Regions from separate parts of the Mus musculus genome. Here region 1 is linked to region 2. The links are chromatin contacts, called in public promoter capture Hi-C maps. All regions are on one chromosome and are shown on one strand. Each heading gives the region's core, a stretch centred on a gene start, on an enhancer-like site or on the middle of the called end of the contact. The rest is flanking DNA. Distances are from core to core; before and after follow the strand shown.

Evidence for each region. Promoter capture Hi-C pulls out the DNA fragments that hold promoters and counts their contacts.
Region 1: a contact with region 2 is called in a promoter capture Hi-C map of the HPC-7 cell line, with 5 times the contacts expected there. The contact joins the enhancer-like site here to the promoter of Vezt in region 2. A contact is called at or near these places in 12 of 39 promoter capture datasets (the 3T3-L1 cell line, 3T3-L1-derived adipocytes, the HPC-7 cell line and 8 more), 1 of 484 Hi-C or Micro-C datasets (the N1E-115 cell line) and 1 of 9 other capture datasets (embryonic stem cells).

What each region holds. Positions count from the first base shown.
Region 1 is chr10:94,598,467-94,604,515 of GRCm38.p6, forward strand. It overlaps Gm32898 (a long non-coding RNA gene), which reads right to left. Exons shown (of 5, transcript XR_001779842.1): 5 at 1,584-1,623. Among named protein-coding and RNA genes, the nearest start is that of Mir7211, 15 kb to the left of the region's middle. Within about 2 kb of position 2,780, at least 11 of the 459 cell types and tissues checked have an H3K27ac peak or open chromatin away from gene starts, as enhancers often do. A contact at or near this core is called in the HPC-7 cell line, where this site is marked.
Region 2 is chr10:94,032,062-94,037,949 of GRCm38.p6, forward strand. It overlaps Vezt (vezatin, adherens junctions transmembrane protein), which reads right to left and starts at 3,738. Exons shown (of 12, transcript NM_172538.5): 1 at 3,609-3,738. The coding sequence starts at 3,644. It overlaps Fgd6 (FYVE, RhoGEF and PH domain containing 6), which reads left to right and starts at 3,940. Exons shown (of 21, transcript NM_053072.3): 1 at 3,940-4,249. The coding sequence starts at 4,234.

The DNA of each region.
Region 1 (6,049 bases), core at 1,530-4,029, 570 kb after region 2:
AGGGCTTCACTGCCAACTGGAATGTACATGGGTACCTCGGATCCTCACTCAGGTCTGTGTGTGCACATCTGCATGGCCAGAACGTCATTGGCTGAGCCCTCTCCCTAGCCTGGAAATGACTGTGTTATGTCTGTTTCTGGAATAGCTAGCCAGCTCCTTGTGGCCAGAGCCCCGGCTCACTCACCTGTGGCTTTTCCCAGGACCTGGACAGGTACCAGATGTGTAGGTAGCACTCCATCCATGTAATGAACCATTTACTATGTAAGTAAATTTCCCATGAATGCTTGCTTCCTTCTCCCCTAGATTGTGAGCACTTGGTGCGGTGGCTCTCGGCCTTCCTAAGGCTGTGACCCTTTAATATAGTTCCTTGAGATGTGGTGACTCCCCCCCAACCATAAAATTATTTTCTTTGCTACTCCACAACTGTAAGTTTTTTGCCATTATGAATCATAACGTAAATATCTAATATGCATGATATCTGACATGTGACCGCTGTGAAGGAGTCGTTTGACTCCCAAAGGGATCTTGACCCACAGGTTAAAATCCAGACTCAGAGCAACCTGAACTATTCCTTCACCTGCCACACCCGATGGTGTTTTGGAATCTCCAGGATGAATTGTGTTTCTCAGCCTCCAACCAGAAACCTCTCCTGGTGCAGAGGGAGAAAGGTCCTGACTACAGTGTAGCCCCCTGGGATGCACTCCTCCACCTCAGCTATACTCCCCTGACACAGACTCTCCCACTCACCGGTCCTTCTCATCCTCCTCTCAGCCCCAAATTAGAGGAAATTTGGGGCCATAAAGTAGGCCTAGTAAAACATAGCCAGAATCTCATCTCAGTGAAAATAGACACACCTCAGAACCTAGCCCAGAGGTTCTGCCTTTTTCTTTTTCTTTTTCTTTTTAATTGTATTTATTCATTCATTCATTCATTCATTCATTCATTTACTTATTTATTTAATGTATTCACTTTATATCACTGTCACCCCCTCCCACAATCCCTCCCCCTCCCCTTATTTTCTGAGCAGGTGGGGCCCCCTGGGTATCCCCGCCTACATCCTGACATTTCAAATCTCTACAAGCTAGCTATTTCCTCTTCCACTGAGGCCAAAGAACCCAGCTAGAAGAACATATCCCATGTACACGCAACAGCTTTGGGATATGTTCAGGACCCACATGAAGAAGCTATATACATCCTCTACATATGAGTGGGGAGGCCTTGGTCCAGCTCCTGTCTGTTCTTTGGTTGGTGGTTCAGACTCTTTTTTTTTTTTTCCATTTTTTATTAGGTATTTCGCTCATTTACATTTGCAATGCTATACCAAAAGTCCCCCATAGCCACCCACCCCCTCTCCCCTACCCACCCACTCCCCTTTTATGGCCCTGGCGTTCCCCTGTACTGGGGCATATAAAGTTTGTGTGTCCAATGGGCCTCTCTTTCCAGTGATGGCCGACTACCCCAAGGGTCCAGGTTAGTTGACTCTGTTGGTCTTCCTATCTCCTTCTGGTCACACAATCCTTCCTCCTGTTTTTCCATAAGAGTCCCCATTGTTTTGCTGTGGGTGCCTGCATCTGTCTGAGTCAGCTGCTGGGTGGAGCCTCTCAGAGGACAACATGCTTCTGTCTGCAAGCATAATAGAGTATCATTAATAGTGCCAGGGATTGATGCTTGCCCATGGGATGGGTCTCAAGTTGGGCTGGTTATTGGTTGCCAAACTTTGTTTTTGACTGACACATTTCTGGGATTTGATGTGATGATACACACACACACACACACACACACACACACACACACATTGTGTGATGACCAATTGGGAATGGTATATATCTCAAGCACTTGTCATTTCTTTGTGCTCTGAACATTCTGCTCCCTCATCTATTTTGAAATAGATTGTGGCTAAAACATTGTCACCTCTGCTATTTTCCACTTAGTGAAACACCGGGCACACTTCTGTAGTCAAGAAACAAAGACAAGTAAGTTGTAAACCAACCTTCCATCTGTAGAAAAATCCTGCTGGGGGTGGGGGGGCTCATTTTATGCAAACAATTGCTTGAGAGTAAGTTGCCAATCAGTTATTCTACCTGATATTTATAGGCGATTATACACTGGCACAATTCATTACCTCAGTATAGTCATTACTTCTGTGTGTAATTCTTAAAGCTAAAGACCATCTTCTGTGGCCCAGAGATATGGCTCAGTGGCTAAGAGTGTGTGTCGTGCAAGCATGAGGACTGTGAGTTCAAATCCCCAGCACCTGTGTAAAAGGACAGGCTTGGTGCACCTGTAACCCCAGGATCATGGGAGTGGAGACATGATTGCTGAGGCTGCTTCCTGCTAGCCTAGCTCAAAGTCCATGAGAGACCCTGTCTCAGAGGAATGAAATGGATATTTGATAGAACAGGGTACTGAACATCCTCTTCTGACCTCTGTACTCTCTCTTTCTCTCTCTCTCTCTCTCTCTCTCTCTCTCTCTCTCTCTCTCTCTCTCTCTCTCTCTCTCTCACACACACACACACACACACACACACACACACACACAGTAGATGTCCAACTGACTCCAGATCCCTTTTAAATTTTCCTAACACCCTTTGCAGGAAAAGGAAGCTGCTCAGAGTTACAGCTATCCTCGCTTATCTCTGGTCAGTTCCCCACTCTTTCCTTGATGGCTGTGACTATCCATTTTCAAAGAGTTTTTCCTTTGTATCAGGTTCTTCGATCTGATATTTCCTCATGACTCACTGCAAGTTGTCTATCTTTGGTCAGAATTGCGGAAGTGACTCCTCATTCTCATCGCTTCCTCTCTGATGAGGCGGTTTCTGTCTATTCCATTGCTGATGGTCTTACATCGCTCATTCAGTGAAGACCCTTAGTCTTCAGCCATTCCACCTTACATGACCCTAAGTTCCTTAGAAAAGGGACTCTGGACCTGCATATCCCCTCATACTTTAAGTTTATTCATGTACTTATTTGGATCAACATAGAGGCAGACTCACAGACTCATCTCAACAGTCTTTAGTGACCTTCTGGCATGTTGCCATTACACCTGAGCCATCACCTTGACTTTTGACACAAGGTACTCCACGCTTGTGCACTTCCCTTTCCCTAGACCTAAGTTGTATGTTCTCGCAGGGATCTCAGATTCTCCTTAGTGAGAAACGGTATTTAAAAGACAATATCTGGGGGCTAGAGAGATGACTCAGCGGTTAAGAGCACTGACTGCTCTTCCAGAGGTCCTGAGTTCAATCCCAGCAACCACATAGTGGCTCCTAACCATCTGTAATAGGGTCTGGTGCCCTCTTCTGGTGTGTCTGAATGGTGGTACATAAAATAAAAGAAAAAAAGAGAAAATACTTAAAATACAATATATGGTGCTATGTCTTCTCTTTATTCTCAACACCCCTAGATCCTCCTAGCAGACAGAGCGGGGAATGCATGGAGTGTCTGTATGGGTGTGTGCATGTGTGCTAATGTATAATGATACATATAAAAATGTATCCGTTTAATGGGCTGCATGGCCCCCTAAAATGAATATACTATATGGAATACTTGGAGACCGGGCCTTGGAGGAGGTGACTAATGGTTGGTTTGGCCATTGGGGTGGTATCTCCATGAATAGCCTTATAAGAAGAGAAGTGAAGGTGGAGAAATTATTTGGGGATTAAGGGCAGAGACTGCTCTTGCGGAGGAACCAGCGTCAATGTCTAGCACCCATACTGCATGACTCACAACTGCCTGTAATTCTAATGCCAGGAGATTTTCCAGTCTCTTCTGGATCTCACAACACCTGTACTTATAAGTGTGCATGTGCACACATGCATATATCCATATCCATATGCGTCCGTACTCACAAACACACACACACATTTAAACATCCTTTAAATCTTAAAAACAATATGAACAGCTGTTAGAACTTGCTTTTTGTATGTACCATTTAAGAACACGGCAAGAAGACAAGCATCCACAAACTAGGCAATGGCCCTCAGCATGGACCAACTTAGCTAACAACCTGGTCTAACCCCATAGCCTCCAGAGCTTAGGAAATACATGGCTGTCCCTCAAGCAACATAACCTGCAGTTTTTGTCATAGCAGCCGGAAATGACTGAGAATATCTATACTTGTTTGTGTATAATTTCACACAGATGCGCACTTAAACCCACACTTATTTCTGCATCTGATTATATGTCGGCAATCAAGGGTGCACACCTCTGACATCAACCAGCATGGCTAAATTTATCCCAGCTTCCCTCCTTTCTGGACTTGAAACTCTTGCCTCCAACAAGGAAACCACCAGCTTCCACTTTCAGTGAAGGATAACTTTTGATGTTTCCTGGCTTCCATGGGAGGAGTTCCATTGTATTAAACCCATCGCTGAATAGAAAATATCCTAAGCTGAAATGCATTTAATATCCCTCACCTAGCAAACATCAGCCTTAACATATCCTGAGACCAGGAAAAGATCCATGCTCAGAACATGGAGTTCGCAGGCATGTTGCTTCCATGCCAATTCAGAGTTGACAAACTTTAAGTAGAACCTCAGAAGTCAAATTGTCTGCTCTCACTCACCTGACCAACCCTCTGTATACAAGTAACAGCTCACCTCTGTTGCCTTGAGTACACAGTGTTTGGTTACTCGCATGCCATGCTGGACTGCTGATGTGTTGGGTCACCTGCCTCATCCCGCTGGGGCCTCTAAAACCCTTGGCAGGTTGCCCTGTTTTATGTGCCTAGGACCTCTCATTTCTTTCATTCCATGAAACACTTCTCCTTGCTCACTTCTTCCCCCCCCCCCCCCCCCCCCACTGCTTAACTGCCATCCTCAAGCCCTGCTCTACACTCTAGGCTACCAACTCTTTCTCCACAGCCCCATGCCTGGCTCTGCCCCTCTGCTAACCAACTTAGAACTATATGGTTCAGGATGGGATAGGAAGGCAATAGGAACAGGAAAAGCAAGATCTCTATGCATGTTTCTCCTAGAAGCCATAGAAAATGACTAGGAGACACTGGGAAATACAGACCAGAAAAGAACCAGTCTTTCCCCTAGAGCAAACCATCACTGTCACTTTCCCTACAAAACAAAGCACACAAAGCAGTACTAGGAAAAGCTGCTGGTTTCTTCTGCTGCAAGAGGACTACGCAGCTGAGGTTGAAATGTTCAGAGGTCACATTTCCTCCCACCCATTCTCAGACACTACACCTGTGCCTGCCATGCTAGCTCCTATGCGTGTGCGTTATGTATGTTCTCTGTATGGCTAGACTTTCATCTGTCTTGTTTATTTTCTATATGCATTGCTTTGTTTTAAAACTGATAAGCTTTCTGCCTATTTCTATACTTAGGTCCTTCCATGGTGTCATTTTTAAGTGATTTTATTGCTTCCCATCATGTATGTGTTTAATCTATATAGTCTGTTGTTGGCTGACTGCCATATTTACTATTATAAATGAGCAACCTTAGCCTTACCATGCCAAGGGGGCTCCAGAAGCCGTTCAGTGTAGTGAAGCAGGTCAGCCACCTTACTTGGCTGGTAAATCGGGTCAACACATCTTCAGTTGTGTGTAATTGGCTGAAACAGTTGTGGTTTGCTTTGTCCACTAAGAAATACTCAGGGAAGGGGTGGCTAAACGAGGGTGCTGAACCTGAGTCTAGACAGTGTGACTGAGGCCCTCAGCTCGGTCCTAGAACCCCCTCATTCTCGTCGGGATCAAGAAAGAATCAAGAGACAGGAAAGAAGGAGAAGATTTTTGAATTTGTTTTTCCTTTGGATTTCTGCCAAGTTGGCTGGCACCTGCTGCCCTAGTCCCCCCACCCCCACCCCTGTCGGGACCAAATCAGTATTTTGTCTGGGTCCCTGGACTAGCAGGTGAGAATTCAAGCCACTTGTACAATCATGGACCTGGCAGAAAGAAGGTGTGTGGGACAGTCTCTGGAATGTCTAGTGTTTTCTTCTGGACAGATGTGGACCACATAGGAGAAACGTCTTGGGGGTTGAGTTGGGATGTACACTCAATGGGTATATGAGGGTAGGGTAGGGGGATCCCAGTAGCAGGAAG
Region 2 (5,888 bases), core at 2,488-4,987:
AATTTAGGAGACTGTATTCTTTGCAATGAACTGTTAAGAGTACAGAAGCTGCCACTGAGATGGCTCAGTGGACAAAGGGACTTGCTGCCACGTCATGAATTTGACTTCAGGTCCTACATGGTAGAAGCTGAGAATCAACACTTGCAAATTGGCTTCTGACATACACACACACACATACACACACACACACACACACATGTAATAAAAATTTACTTTTAAAAATGTGCAGAAGCCACATACATATACCCTAAGAGATGTCGGGTAGATATATAATGAAGGAATTGTACCTTTGTACACAGTTTTTTTTAATAGTAAGAGAAAAACCAATATAAAGACTCACAGTGGTCATCTTAAGTTCCATACTGACGATACAGAAATGAAAAACACACAAAAGTAACAATACACATCTATCAGACGGATACAAAAGCTGAAAGAGTGCTGGTGAGGATATGGTATAAGGAGACCTCTTACATGCTGCTGACAGGAGTGTCCATAACTGCTTTAGAGTATCTATGTAAGGCAAATACATCTCTTTTCTATAATTTAGCATTTTCAGTTCTAAGTATATACCCAACAAAAAAAATATGCTTACCAAAACCGCACATTGGCTCAGAGGTTAAGAGCACTGACTGTTCTTCAGAGGTCTTGAGTTCAATTCCCAGCAACCACATGGTGGCTCACAACCACCTGTAATGGGATTTGATGCTCTCTTCTGGTGTGTCTGAAGATAGAGGCAATGTACTCATACATATATTATTAATAATAGTAATAAAGAAAAGTCCTCAGTAATACTATTTACAACAATTTCAAAGCAGAAACTACCTAATGTACATCCCTCAGAAGACCTGATTAAAAAGAGCCATATAGTCACATGGAATACTGTATCAAAAAAATGCATAGGTAATTATATAAATGAATGTCACAAAGCAGCAAGGAAAAAGAAAAAGAAAGTATGTAAGTGATGCCTGACAGTGTACAGACAGTAAGAGCAGATGAAACTAATCTGGGTTAGTCATTACAGTTCTGAGTAGTACTTATCCTTAGGGTGGGAACCAGAAACTGACAAACAGCAGGAAGGAGGCAGTGGTGTTAGTGATGTTCCACTTATTATTCGCACACCCATCGTTGTGTACGCTCTTGGTATGTGTATATGCCTTATGTATACTCTCGTGTGACAATAATCAAAAAGTTAAGCAGAGAGCTGGAACAGTAAGTCTACACATATGATAATGGCAAAGCAGTAGATGAATAATTCATGCAGAGGCTAACGAGATGTTAAGAGCATTGATTGCTCTTCCAGAGGACGGGGGCTGGGGGGTTCAGTCACCAGCACCCACATGTAGGCTCACAACTGTTTATAACTCTAGTTACAGGGGATCTCACACACTCTTCTAGTCTCCAAGAGCACCAAGCACACATGTGGTGCATAGACATCCATGCAGGCAAACTATCCATGCACATAAAATAATAAAACATAAAAGCAATGCACTGACCAACAGAAAAGAAAACAGAAGGAGAATTCATGTAAATCAATTTTTAAGAAGCTAGGCTGAGAGTACTTATTAAGCATGGGGAAGCCATGAGTTCAACCCCTAGCACCAAATTTTTAAATGCTTAATAAATCTATAAATGTAAATCTAAGAAACATAATGTTTATATTATTGTGGGACATGATGGGATACACCTATAATACCAGGAGGCTAAGATGGGAGAGTTCAAAGTTCAAGACCAGCTTGGATTCCATACTAAGACCCTTTCTATCTCCGAAAAGAAAAGGGAGTGGATGAGTGGGAACAAGATTAATGACAAAGTTAAATTTACATAAAAATAGATTCAAAACTCTGTGGTACATCTTTCACACTAGAAAACCAAACCAAACCAAAACAAAACCCCATGCAAACATAGTCACACATTTGAAACTTCCAAGATCTTTTTTTTTTTTGCTTTTATCTTTTGTAACAAAATGTTTTCTAAGATAGGGTCTCTCCTATCTCACCCTAGTCTCTAACTCACTAAGTAGCTGATACTTTGAAGTTCTTATGATGCTCTTAAAAGCACCTTTTGAGTGCTGGAATCCCAGGCACGTGTATACCACCCTATCAGGTTTGTGTGGCGCTGCCAATTGAACCAAGAGACTTGTGCATTCAAGCCAAGCGCTCTACCCATTGAACTACATCCCCAGACCAATAAAACTCTGCAAACCAAAAACACACTTATTATGTCCAGAAACCAAAGAAAGCAGGGTAAAAAAATAAAAATTTCAGCCACCTACTTTTTTCTCCTCTTTATCTCCCACATTCAATCTGTAGCCATTCCCTCAATTTCATATTAGAGATGAATATCCAAGTCAGTATTAATTTTTCTGACTTCCAAAATGTATGCCTTTGTCCTCTCTACTCAAGTCCTCATATCTAGACCCTTCATAATAGCAAAGCAGTCATATTTCCCTCCTCGATACTGTAGCTATATTAAGTCACTTTGCAACCCTCCATACTCCAGCCCCTAAAGCTGCACGTTCAGTATTGTCACCCCACCCCGATCTTTGGCATACATAAAACCCTTTTCCTGGAGTACATTTTCTCCCATCAATCTTCCTAATTTCATTCAGAGCTGAAGATTTACCTAGGGTATCACTTGCTGTGTGTAGCTTTTTAAAGTGCTATGAGTGGACAATGGGTTCCAAATTATGCTTCCACGGGCAGTTTTTAGATATCTCAATACTTCACATTCTGTACCGTACCTCACCCTCCCATTATACACCACGGGGGATTTCTTCTCTTTCTCTTGTATGAATTCCCTGAAATCTAGTTGGCTGAGGGAAAGTATGGCATACATATTCAATACATACACATACACGTTCCAGGGTGTGGGTATTGACCTGTCTGATGGGGTAAAAATGGCACTAAAGCCATTAACTAGGCTTTATTTTTTAAATTCAAGATGGCAGAGACATCTTAAAATAGTCCAACACAAAAGCATTCACATCCAGACCAGAGCTTCCATTCAGAACTGGCTACACTTAGCGCAACAGCAAGGACAAAAGAATGGAACCTAGGTGCTGAGACGCCAGAGCTCACACCATTGGCCACAGGTCTCACTTAACAGACCTTAAACCCCACATAGAAAGGCACCTGCTGCCTGCCTGCATTCCAGAGGCCACACCTTGATGATGATGATTATGATGATGATGATGACCGGAGGCACTTATGGATTAACAGGCCCGCAAAAATCAAAGATAAAAAGGGAAGGAGGTTAAGTAGTAGACAGAATATCCAGCACGTTTCGGCCCCGCCCCAACGAGGCGCAGTCCAGGGCGGTGCAGCCATAGGGTAAGAACCGATCAAGGCTCCCGCCCAGGGCCGGTCAATTGCGCCGGGTCTGGGAATTCTGGGCGAGCTCGGGGCAGAGGCCAACCACGCCAGGATCCCCTGAGCTATACCTGTCAGGCGGCTGCAGCAAGTAGGCCCCGAAACAGCGGAGGATTGGGGACCCAGGCCCGCAGGCGCCCGTCACCCTATCCCTCCCCTCTGAATCGCTTTGCCTTCTCGCTCTTCCTTTAGTCCTTCGGAAACAAAGACGGTCCACACTCCCCGCCATTTTCTCCTCACCTCAAAAACCACCTCTTCGTCAAACTCCGGTGTCATCCTTCTCCGCCATACCACCCGCCTCAGCACGATGGGAAATGAAGGCAGGAGGGCGGGCAGCACCCAGGCTTCGGCTCCTGCCCACCTCGGGGGCACTGAAAACTACAACTCCCGGCATGCATCGCGACCCACGCCCCTTTCCGACCTGCTTATTGGAGAAGAGGGTGAGCGTGTAGGCTGGAGGGGCGGGAGCGGGCGGGCGTTCCAGAGCTCCTATTGGAGAGAGCTATGGCTTTTGTCTGCCTTTTACATCCCCTGACTACTAGGGGGCGCCTGGAGCGCGGATTTTTCTCTCAAGTTGAGGTGGGGCGCGCGTCCGCGAAGCCGCTGCGATCTCCTCTCGTGCGCGCGCCTGGCGATCGTCCCGGAGCGCGGCGGAGCGGCGCTCGTGCACGTCCCCCTGTCGCTGGCCGCTAGCGCCCGGGTCCGCCGGAGGGTCGCGGGAGCCGGCGTCCGTCCTTTGTGAGGCGCTCAGGCGGTGCGGGACGGAATGTGGGCGCTGCGGGGACTTTTGTCTTCTGCTCAAACTCTGGGGAGTGTGGACTGAACGGGAGCCATGGACTGAGGGCGTGAGCCGCGCGGGGCAGTCATGACTTCTGCCGCGGGTAAGTGGCTGCGCTCGCGCCGGGCTGGGGAGTAGTCGCGGCGGGCGCCGGCGGGCTCCGGCTCCCGCTGCGTTCCCCGCGGGTGGGCGGTGCGGGACTGGCGCCGGTCGCCCGCGCCCGCTGTGGGGTCCCCGGGATGCGTCCCCCACCCCTGAGCCCAGGTGATGGGACGGCGTCGCGGAGCTTGCTCGGGTTCCGTGACTTAGGCGCTGTCGCTGCCTGTGCGCGGTGTGGGAAGCGTGGAGTCCGGTGTGGAGGAGTCAGTTATTCTAAGCTAGGACAGTTTTCCAGCGAGTTGAAGAAACTCCGCCACTAGCCCGCGTTGCTTGAAAACCTAGTATTTATTGACTGAAACTCTTCGCGCTTGTAAGGAGGGTTGGATAGAGCTGTTTGCACCCTGGTGTTTTGAGCCCTATTACCTGAGTGAGTATGGACTATTAGTTGGTAAAATAAAACAAAACCGAGTTGCCCCCTCCCCTGCACCTACCCCTCCCTGTTTTTTGCTCATCTTCACCTTTTCCTTCCTTCCTTCCTTCCTTCCTTCCTTCCTTCCTTCCTTCCTTCCTTCCTTCCTTCCTTCCTTCCTTTCTTCCTCCCCCCCCCACCCCCCTCGTACCTGGACTGTGTAAACAAAGCCCTATTTTCAGTCTGCCTCCTTTCCACTCACCCAAATGACAAAGCCTCTCCTTACCTTTGTGTGAATTTAAGCACTTTGGCTCATTGTGTTGTGACCTTTTTAAGGAACAGTTTCTAATCTTCCAAATTTGTGTCCAAGGGACAGTCTCTTTATAAGAACACAGCACATTTTCAAAGCCAGAATTTAATAAGGTATGGGATATATTAAAGGCATCTTTATCCACATCAGAAGAAACTTTGATGAGAGATTTTGTAGTAAAAGAGCGTAAGTTTCACTTCAGTTAGGTCTAGAATTAGCACTTAAGTATCAGATTAAATTTTCTTTGCTTTTTTTGGCGTTTGTTTAACATTCCTGCAACTTGAAAACTGTCAGGAGAGCACACACACTAAATGTTCTGATTTGTACTTCTAAAGCCTTGAAGGAGTCACACTGCTAGGCAAAATCCGGATTACTTCAAACAGGCAAGAAATTAGTAACAATAAGAAAGTGAGACCTTTATTCTCTTTGAAGTGATGTGCATTCATCACGTGATCATCATGCACTGAGTTATTTACAAACGTTTCTCTCAGTTTTGGGATGTGTTCCATTTAAACAACGGATCGTTTTCAGCCCAAGTTTCTGTACCCTCGCCATCGTTCAGCTTTTTAAAATGACTGAATTAATATAATTAATTTAAAATAAAAACTTAAAACTTAATAATTAAAATTTCTAGAATTCAGTCAGGAAGTTTACGATTGTTTTCTTCAAATTAATCCAGAACAAGGCTAGCTATTTTTATACTTATCAACTTTACAATTAAGGAAATCCACAGCATTTTTGTGGTATTTAAAAGAGAGACACTTCCTGTGTCTAGCTGAGTGAGTTGATTTTTTTTTTTTTTTAAGAATGGCTTGCTGAGAATCATTACTTTTTTGCTCACCGATTTGATGAGATTTATTGTAAGTTTTTGTTACATCTAGGGGGATACGGAAGAGGACTGAGGTTTCTCTTTCCTGCCCATTA